2 separate regions of the Sus scrofa genome follow, and region 2 is linked to region 1. A link is a contact called in public HiChIP or PLAC-seq data. All regions are on one chromosome and are shown on one strand. The core of a region is the stretch at or near the end of the contact, and the rest is flanking DNA. Distances in the headings are between cores, read along the strand shown.

Region 1 (4,992 bases), core at 1,346-3,845:
TCATGTTGGCAGATCCCCCTCCCCTGTAAAAATGCCCTCTTGCTATGGCATTTTTAGCCCTAGATTGAAACCCCTTCTTGGCCTCTTTGCATAATGCAAGTAGAAGAGTTCACAGCTCATCCTATGCAACTGCCTCCTTTTACACCTGGGGAGACCCAGACTCGTGGAGGTGAGATGACAAGATCATACAGAGCCTAGAACCCAGGTTTCCTGACTTCCAGACCAGAGTTCTTATCATGCTCTCAGGTTGCTCTGTTTTGTTTTTTCTTTTGAGGGCCACACTTGTGGCATATAGAAGTTCCCAAGCTAGGGGTTGAATTGGAGCTGAAGCTGCAGGCCTACACCACAGCCCCACAGCAACACAGGATCCCAACCACATGTATGCTGCAGCTTGTGGCAATGCCAGATCCTTAACCCACTGAGTGAGGCCAGGAATCAAATCAGGTTCTTAACCCACTGAACCGCAAGAGGAACTGCCAGGTTGCTCTGTCTAAAGCACCAAGGAGGCTGCCTCTGCACTGAGGCTAATGGAGAGGCATTTGGGGCAGAGAGAGGGTCCTCCTCCAATTTGCTCTGTAGCCAGGGGTCAATTACTAGCCCCCTCGTGGGAACCGCAATTTCTGCAGCCGTGAAGGGAGGTCAACAAAATGGGTCGTTCAAGGACCCCGTGATGTGTACTTCCCCAGACCCCAGGCCCCCTGGTACCCGCACCCTCATCCCCACTCACATATTCCTGGAGCAGCTGCTCAGCATATTTGGTGAGGAGGCGGGCAAGGCTGTGTGTCTGTTGGATCTTGGCCTCCAAGTGGGGAAGGGGTGAAATGGAGGAATCAGCCTGGGGGTCTTCTGGTGGGAAAAGGGGGAGGAATGAGGGTACACAACCCCCCTGCTTCTTGACCACCTCTTCCAGGTTGGCTCTTCCTTCCTGAATCCAGAAACTCCACTCTGGTTTGGGTTTTTTTTTTTTTTTTTGGTTGCTGTTGTTGTTGTTGTTTTGCTTTTTAGGGCCAAACCTGTGGCATATGGAGTTTCCCAGGCTAGGGGTCGAATCAGAACTACAGCTGCTAGGCTACACCACAGCCACAGCAACATAGGATCCAAGTCATGTCGGCGACCTACACCACAGCTCGGGGTAACACCAAATCCTTAACCCACTGAGTGAGGCTGGGGATTGAACCCACAACCTCATGGTTACTAGTCAGATTCCATTTCCACTGCACCACAATAGGAACTCCCAGAAGCTCCACTCTGAATCCTCCAACTTTTAAGCCAGGCAGGCTCTGTCCCCTTCCAACTGAGGGAAAATGAAGCACCAGACATTTGCCAAGTGGTTGTTCTACCTGAAATGTATTCCCTGTGCCTAGATCATTGTTGAAATCCTATTAAAGCCAAATTCAAATACTGCCTCCCCAGTGTAGATTTACCCCTCCTTTAAATTAACTTCTTCTTTCTACTTAAGGCCATTTGTTCATACTTCCAAAGTGGTGGGTGGTTTTTGGTTTTTGGTTTTTTTTTTTTTTTTTTTTTTTTTTTGGCAGCCCCCAGGGCATGTGAAAGTTTCCAGCCAGGGATCAAACCCGCAGGGCAGTTGCTACCTTTGCCACAGTTGCGGCATAAGAGAACTTCCCCAAGGTGGTTTTTTTTAATGGCTCTTTTTTTTTTTTTTTTTTTTCCCCTGTGAGAATCTGCCTCAGCCTGGGAATCCTTTGAGGGTTGGGCTCATACATCTCTCTCTCAGAGATTGTTTGTGGAATTCAGCATCATTGATGCACAGATCTTTAAATTGAAATGAGCCGTTAAGCCCATTTTACAAGTTGGGAGACTGAAATCCCACTCCTTTCCTGATGGCCCGTCTATGCAAGACGCTGGGCATTGCGCAGCATCAATGAATCGGCAGCAATCTACCTTCACTAGCACAAGCTAGAGGGTGGCGCCCCGGGAGGACTACATTTCCCTAGATGCCCATCGCGCGTGTCCAGGGCATGCTGGGGAATGTAGTCTTGGCCCGGCAACTCCCGCCCCCGCCCCCGCCCCGCCAGAGTTTGCCCCGCGGGTCCCTATCCTTAACAGCCTCGACTTTCGCTTCCTGTTGTCACTCACCAGCCCCTGTGGCCAAAGGCTTCTTCCTCTAACTTTACACGTCCCTCTGGCTCCCAGCTGTGATTCTTTCCCGATACTCTGAGAGGATCCGATGTCCTGTCCCAGCCACGACCCCAGTCCTCCCCCAAGGTGTACTCGAACCCAGGATCTACCTCCTGAGTCCAAATCCCTGAAGGCACAGCCCCAGGCCTCCTCTAAACTCTGGCGTTTGCCCCTGCCCCCAGCTCACCCACAACTCACCCGCTCGTTACCTGACACCGGGGCCCTGCTCTCCCCCACTCAGGCCGCTCCCTTCCCGTACCTAGGGGTGGCGGGGACCCAGACTCCAGCTTCCAGCCCTTCTGACCCCTGCTCCCCTCAGGCACTCGGCATCTGACCCTTCAGTCCCTTACCCAGACTTCCCTCCCTCCGGTTCATGCTGTCCCCTGGCTGATCCTGGTAGCCTCCACGCCCCCCTTCCGAGGGGGGAGAAGGGGGAAAAGGGTAGGGGCGTGGCCGGGGCGTAGCCAATCACGGCTCAGACCCCAACAATCTACCCCCCCCTCACCACCCCGCCCCCCGCCGCCCCAGGCAGGATTCCTTGGCCCTGAGCTCAGGTCCTTGCTTGCGCAGCCTCGTCGGGGAGGGGGCCTGAGGAGGGCAGCAGGATGTCTGCAGGTTGGACTCAGGCTTGGGTGCCAGGGCCTGGGAGGCAGCCTGGGTCCCAATGAGAGGAGAAGGCTCAGGCTCCGACCTGGGGTTAGTCTTGGCCTCTGGGCTGTTTTTTCCGAGAAAACTGGGGGGATAGGAGAGGGCGCAGCTGGCAGGCCTGGAATGTGCTGGCCCTCCCTCTTGGCGGGGAAGGGAAGGGGAGAGCCAGGTGCTTGAGAGGCCGAGATGGGGGCCCTCAGGCTTGGGCCACACCTGCTGGCATAAACACCTCCTGGCCTATTGCAGATGCCTTCTGCCCTTGCTCTCATAGTCACAGCTACTAGGAGGGGACCACCACCTCGTCTTACCAGTAAGAGAACCCTTCCGACACACCCGCATCTACTGAAGGCTTCTTGCGCTGGAACAAGCTTCAGAGATAGGTCCAGGGAGTCACACCCACACATCTACCCACAAACCCGATGAGGACAAACGCTGACCGGTCCGTACACACTTACTTATTCCCACAAATGGTTCCCAAGTACCCCCTCTGTCCTGGGCTCTGGGCCCCAGAGGGGATCCATTCTTAGTCTCTGGCCCCCTGAGGAGCTCAATCTGATAGTGAGACCACAGACAAAAGCAGGTAATGTGAACTGGGAAGGAGGCCCCTGTGTCTTTAAGTATTTCACCATGAGCAGACAACTGCCAGAATAAAGGAAGAAAGGGAACAACTGGCAGAGGGCACAGCATGTGGCACCATCACGCGCATATTAACAGTGACTCTTGTTGGGTATTTACTATGCGCAAGATGCTGTTCTAAGAGTTACATGTATATTAACTCATTCCCATGTTACAGCTGAGAAAATAGTGATAAGTGACTTGTTTGAGGTCACTGGACAAGCAGAGCTGGGATTTTACCCCAGCGATTTGGCCCAGAAATGATGTCATAACCACCTCTGAACATAGTCACACCAAAACACACAGACCCGAGAGCCACACCCTTGACACATTCACACACAGCAACACAAATTTAGAATGTCATACCTGCTGGCAAACACAGCCTCAAACAAAATCAACCAAGACACATGTATTTTAAGTAAGCTTTTCATTGACGTGCTATAGACACAGGGTAAAGTACACACATCCTATATGTACAGCTCCGCGAATTTTCCAAGAGTAAATATGCCGTGGGAACCAGCACCAGATTAAGAAACGGAATCTGACCAGTTCCCAGAGGCCCCTCTTAGCCCCTCCCAGTCCCCAGGGTGACCACTCTCCCCGGTGTTTCGCACCATTTATTGGTTTTGTCCAGAACTTTCTCTGAATGGGATCACAGGGCGTATTGCTTCTCTGACCTCTTTCACGAGACGTCCCCATGTTGTGTGTAGCAGGACATCACTCTCCTTGCCCTGTCGTCCATGGTGTGAACAGGCTACAATTTATTTTCCATGGCCCTGTGGATGGGTTGTTTCTAGCCTGAGGCGCTTAGGAACAGAGCTATGGACATTCCAGTACAGGTCCCTTGGGGCTCCTACCCACGCATTTCTGATGGGTGTTAACCATCCAGGAGCGGAACTGCTGGGTCACAGGGTTGGTGTACGTTCGGTTTCACTAGAAAAGCGCCAGCTTTCCAAAGTGTCTCTATCAATTTACACTCCCCCAGAAATATGAGAGGTCCAGTTGCTCTACTTCGCCTCCACTTGGCAAGGTCTCATCTGAGCCATTCTGGAGGGTGGAAGAGGCACTCAGTACATTTACAGTGTCTGGCACGTAACTGGCCCTCAGTTAATAGCCTGTAGAATGAATGGATGAAGAGATAGTTGCAGCGTAGAACCAGGCAGCCGAGCAAGGGACACACACACACGCAAACACACACACACAAACACACACACCGTTCCAGGGTCCACCCACGCGCAGCGGTCGCACCCGGGACACAGATCCTCTCGCGCCCCCTGGCGCCCACGTGGTCTGAACGCACGGCCGCAGCCCCGCCGCGCGCGTCCAGTCGCCGAGCTGCCCCAACCTCCCTCTCGGCCGCGGGCAGGGGGCGCTGCGCGTCCGGGCGCCTCGAGGCGGAGGCGGCGGGCCCGGTCGGGGCGGGGCCGGCCGGCTTCCAGGCCTGGGCTCTGGCCGCCCGCGCCGCCGGGCGGCTCCGGGGACGGGCCGGGGCGGGGCGCGGCGGCAGGAAGCGGGGCGGGGACTCGCGGAGGCGTTGGGGAGCGAGGGAGGGCGCGGCCAACTCCCGGAGGGGCGACAGGCCGAGAG
Region 2 (4,992 bases), core at 1,691-4,190, 200 kb after region 1:
AGATCACTTTCTGCATCACACTGGGGAGAAGGAAAAGACAGAGGTGTCACAAGAGGGAAGAGGAGTGGGGCCCAAGGTCCAGAGGGGAGTTTCAGACAGGGAGGGAGAGGGGAGGGGCCGGTACAGGTGGAGGGCACTTACTATGTATCCAGCTTCCAGAGAATGACGGGAGGAGGCCTGAGAAAGACCAGAGTCCAGAGGTAAGAGAGGCTGATTGGCAGGGCCTTTGGATAAAGTCTCAACTCCCCAGCAAGGCACTCAAGGGCTCTCATGACCTACTCTCAGTCTCGTTCTCCTGCCCAGCCCCTGTTCTCAACGCTCTGGCCATTTCCCAAACAGACCAGATTCTCACATCTTTGTGCTTCGGTCCAAAACAACTTTGCCCCGTTTCTCTTCTTAGCAAACTTATGACTATCCTTCAAGGCCTGACTAAGACATCCCAGGGGGCTTTCCCTAACCACAACACTCCTCCCATCCCCCAGGCCGAATGAGTGGCTTCCTCATGTGGGTTTCTGCAGCATCTCTCCCAGATCTCTGCCTTCTGGTACGTCTCAGGTTTTGGTCTAGGTATTTGCTGCTAGCTTTTCTTTCTTACTTGCTAGACTGGCACTGGGTTACACAGGAGGACAGAGACTGTACCTAATTCATTTATGATTCAACTAAGTCCCTCTGATACATCTCTGAATTACCCACATGTCTATGACAGACTTTAGTGTCAGCCAAAAGCAAGCAGGTCCGACAGTGGACACGTCTTTGTCAGACCTGGACAGGGCAGTGGGAGCTCAAGTTTGCTCTACCTTTCTCTCTGCCCTTAGAGACTGGGATCACTGTTTACAATGGGTGGCAGCATTGCTGATGGAAAACAGGTCTAAGTGAAAAACCTTATGGCCAGAGTTTGAAAGCACAGGGATCTGGGGCAAGCTCACCTCTTTCCTTCTCCGCTTATTGGGCCATTTTCGGGCCCGATCCCCAGAGGGTCGGCCAGGCTCTCGATCAGAGCTGTCCCCTGGCTCCCCAGTGGCTCCACTGGAGCCCCCCCTCTTCCGCTTCCCAGAATGCTTTAGCCGATGCTCCAGTCGCTCTGGGGGCTGAAGAGATGCATCCTTCTGTGGAAGAGGAGGTGGAACTGAAGTAGATGAAAAACAGAAAGCTCCCGATCTCTCTAGGGGTGACCAGGCTACCAGAGTGGCTCAGAGGCCAGGTAACCTGGTTGGTCCCTGGAGACTAGCTCTACCTCCTCCCACCCCAGGGTGGGGCAGAGGCCTGGCCAGAGGAGCCGGTTGCTCTGGTTTGGGGTGCCAGCATTCCCCCCTCAACTCCACCCACTCCAGGCCTCATACTCTTCTCTCTGGCCCTCTGAAGCCCCCCAAGGGTCCCCAGCCCCATCAGACCCCACCTGCAAGGCTTCGAGGCTGGCGAAGCTGGCGATGGCGAAGCCATCGATCAAGTCCTCCTCCTCTTCTTCCTCCTCCTCTGGCTCCTCCTCGGCCTCCCCATCGTCTGCGCCCCCCTCCTCCTCCTCCTCCTCTTCCTCCCCGCGGCTGCCCGAGCCGGCAGGCCGCTTCCGAGCTCGGGGTCGCGGGGGCCGAGGCCTGGGACGCGGCCGCCGCCGTCTCGGGCCTCCCGGCCGCTCTCCAGATGAAGCTGACGACCAGGGCCTGGCGGGCGGCGGCGGCGACGACGAGGACGAGGAACCGCGCGGGGCGGCCAATAGGGCCCGGGGCGCGTCGCCGCCGGGACCTCGGCGGCGCCGCTGCTCCCGGTCTCGGTCTCGGCGCGAGCAGCGCCGCCGCCGCCGCTCCCCCTCAGCGGCCCAGCCCGGGCCGGGAGCCGCGGCCGCTGCCGTCTCCATGGCGACCGCCCTCAGCGCCGCATCCGGAGGCGGCGGGGCCCGAAGCGGCCTGTCCGCAGGCCCGGGGTCGCACGCGCGGCGCTGGCGGCTGCACAGGGACGAGAGGGCCACGGCTTCCCCTTTAAAGCAGGATCTCCTGGCCCCGAGCTTGCCCCAAGGCCAAGGCCCGGGAAGCCGGCGCCGCCCCCGGGGCGACAAGCCTGAGGGCCCCCCCTGTGGGGCCGGCGGGGACGAGACGACGAAAACGGAGCGGCCGTTCCTTTAAGGCAAGGCCTCAAGTTGTTCAGCCCCTGTCCCCTTTAAGACGACCCGACGGTGTCCGACCGGCCTAGTTCGGTGGCCGCCCCCTGCCAGGGGTCGAGACAAGTCTCCCCGAGGAAGAGGAAGGGCCACCCCTTTAAAAGGGGCCGAAAGCTCGACCCGAAACGCAGACCTCCCCTTTAAAAGTGCCTCAAGTCCTCCGACGAAAAGAGGCCACCCCTTTAAGGAGTCCAGGGTTCTCCAAACAGCAGGCCGCCCCTTTAAGGGCTCGGGAGTTAGTTTCTAGTCCTCCACAAGCAGCCACTTCCCCTTTAAGTTGAATTTAAAGGACTTCTTGCGTGGGGGAGGAGAGGCGGTGAGAATCCCCACTCCTTCCAATTCTCCCAACAGCACAGTTCTCAATTTGTCAGCGTCTGTTCGGTGGCTTCCCCTTTAAAGGCTGGCGTTGTAGTCTGCCGAGATGAGTGGCCACCCCTTTAAGGAGATTTAAAGGGGCCTCCTCCAAGCCCAGCTCTTCCAGCCTCCGCCTCCGGTCGCCATGAAAGGCGCGAGGGGGGGGCGGGGCCGCGGGGGCCAGCCCTCCAAAGCCCCGGATGTGAGGCAACGGTGACGGGTAGAGCTTCTCTGTCTGCCGACATAAAAGTCTCTTCCTCCTTTCCTCCGTCTCTGTCTGACTTGCGCCTTAAGGGATCCGGAACGGCTGCTGGGTAGGGAGGGAGCTTCTGCGTACCCTCCTGTTGTCTCCTTTGGAGTCTGGGGCCTCCTCTCCGCCAGGACTTCCCTGCCCCTCCTCCCTCTTCCTCCTCAGCCTACGCCTCCTTCCTCTCTTTGCCTCCTCCCACTCTCCGCCCCCTTCCCCTCACCCCTCTACAGGCTTAGTCGTTGATAGGTTGAGACGTGTACGTCAAGGCGAAGGGCGGAGTCAAACTCCGGGGAGTGGGTAATATGTAGCCGCCCTCAAATCTTGGATTGGGTATACGTCAGATTAGCTCCTCCCTTCATCAAGTCTTATGACTCGACTGGTTAGAAGTACGTGCTTGGGGCGGTCCTTCAGATGACCCCGCCTCTTCCTGCTCTTCGTTCATTGGCCCGTGACCTGACGGCGTCTAGGCAAGGATCCGGATGGGGTGCGCGAGTCCTAGGGACGGTTGGCCGCTGGGCGGCGCGGGGCCGAGGCAGGTCCTTGTCTGCCGCGCGCTACGTCTTCTCTCCCTTTCCGCCGTTTGGCTTAGTCCACCGGCCGCTTGGCTTTTCGCGCACGCGCGTGGTGGTACCTCCGTCGGGTAGCTGCTCAGCGGGATCTCCCGCGGTGCGGGATGGCTAGAGCTTGCGGCGTGTTTTGAGAGCTCTAGTCGCGCGGCAAGCAAACCGCATCCCGTTATGGGTCGGTGCAGTGAGAGAGTGCTTGCCTATGGTCTCCGCGTTCTAGCAAGAAACACCTTGTCCTGTGTGCCGGGCACTTTCTCTCATATTAACTCGTTTGACAGTACGAAGTCTCTTAGGAAGATACTCCTATCAGCCCCATTTTACAGAAGGAGCAGGGAATTGATGCAGGTTTAATTTCCCAGCCAGGGTTTGGACTCAAGTTTAGCTCCAGTCAGTGCTCTTGACCACTGCTGTATTTTGCCTCTAAGTTATGAAAGATGTACAGTGCCACTTACGTCCGCTGGTTGTTTAGGTTACCCTTTTAAGGTGGACATAGCACTGGAACAGTCAACTTGCTTGCTTATATATTAAATGGGTATGACTCTCACAAGGCTTTGTGTAGGTCAGGTAACTGGGACAGGTTGTTGTAGGTGCTTAATTATAGCTGAGTACTCAGCTCTTGAATCCAGCAGGAGGATCCTGGCCTGTGTGTTAGGAGGAACTCAGGGCCATGGTGATCAAGGCCTTCGTCCACTCTGGGTCTTTACATCTGTCCTCTGCGACGTAAGTGAGTTGAGAGAACCCTGACCAGGTATAGAATCATAGTATCTTCTGGAGGAAATTCAGACGTATCCATATGGGAAAATTCTTTTTTTTCCTTTTTAGGGTTGCAGCTGCAGCATATGGAGGTTCCCAGGTTAGGGCTTGAATCAGAGCTTAGCTGCTGGCCTACACCACAGCCACAGCAATGCCAGATCTGAGCCACATCTGTCACCTACACCACAGCTTGCAGCAACACTGGACCCTTAACCTGCTGAGCAAGGCCAGGGATCATCAAACACTTATCCTCATGGATACTAGTTGGGTTCTTAACCCAGAGCCACAATGGGAACTCCATCACATGGGAAGATTTTTTTTTTTTTTTTTTGGTCTTTTGTCCTTTTAGGGTCACACCCAGGGCATATGGAGGTTCCCAGGCTAGGGGTCTAATCAGAGCTATTGCTGCCAGCCTATGCGAGAGCGACAGCAATGCCAGATCCGAGCCACATCTGCAACTTACACCACAGCTCACAACTACGCTGGATCCTCAACCCACTGAGCGAGGCCAAGGATCGAACCCGAAACCTCGTGGTTCCTAGTCAGATTCGTTTCCCCTGGGCCACGATGGGAACTCCGGGAAGATTCTTAAAACCAGAGTATCTCCAGGAGTTCCCACTGTGGCGCAAGGGGATCAGCAGTATCTCTTCCAACACCAAGGTGCAGGTCCAATCCCTGCCCCTTGCAGTGGGTTAAAGGATCCAGCGTTGCCCCAGCTGTAGCACATGCAGAAACTGCAGCTTGGATCTGATTCCAGGCCCAGGAACTCCATATGCCATGGGGCAGCCAAATAAATAAAAAGTGTCTCCAATGACCATTTCTCCACCCCCTTCCCTATATCCATCCTTCACCATCTCCCCTGGTACCTCCCCATTTCCTAGTCTTTGGCAGCCAGTACTGCCAGCTACTCTCAAACT

Evidence for each region. HiChIP or PLAC-seq counts read pairs in DNA pulled down with a chosen protein or histone mark.
Region 2: an H3K27ac HiChIP or PLAC-seq map of alveolar macrophages shows a contact between it and region 1. The contact joins the promoter of FBRS here to the promoter of LOC100736818 in region 1. A contact is called at or near these places in 3 of 47 Hi-C or Micro-C datasets (epiblast stem cells and skeletal muscle) and 2 of 2 datasets of contacts at active chromatin or transcription factors (alveolar macrophages and skeletal muscle).

Annotation. Positions count from the first base shown.
Region 1 is chr3:17,542,655-17,547,646 of Sscrofa11.1, forward strand. LOC100736818 (cardiotrophin-1) reads right to left here and starts at 2,596. Exons shown (of 3, transcript XM_021086414.1): 1 at 2,493-2,596; 2 at 728-843. The coding sequence starts at 2,517. BCL7C (B-cell CLL/lymphoma 7 protein family member C) reads left to right here and starts at 4,892. Exons shown (of 6, transcript XM_013995586.2): 1 at 4,892-4,992.
Region 2 is chr3:17,740,871-17,745,862 of Sscrofa11.1, forward strand. FBRS (probable fibrosin-1) reads right to left here and starts at 2,941. Exons shown (of 18, transcript XM_021086415.1): 1 at 1,397-2,941; 2 at 927-1,106; 3 at 142-177; 4 at 1-20. The coding sequence starts at 1,852.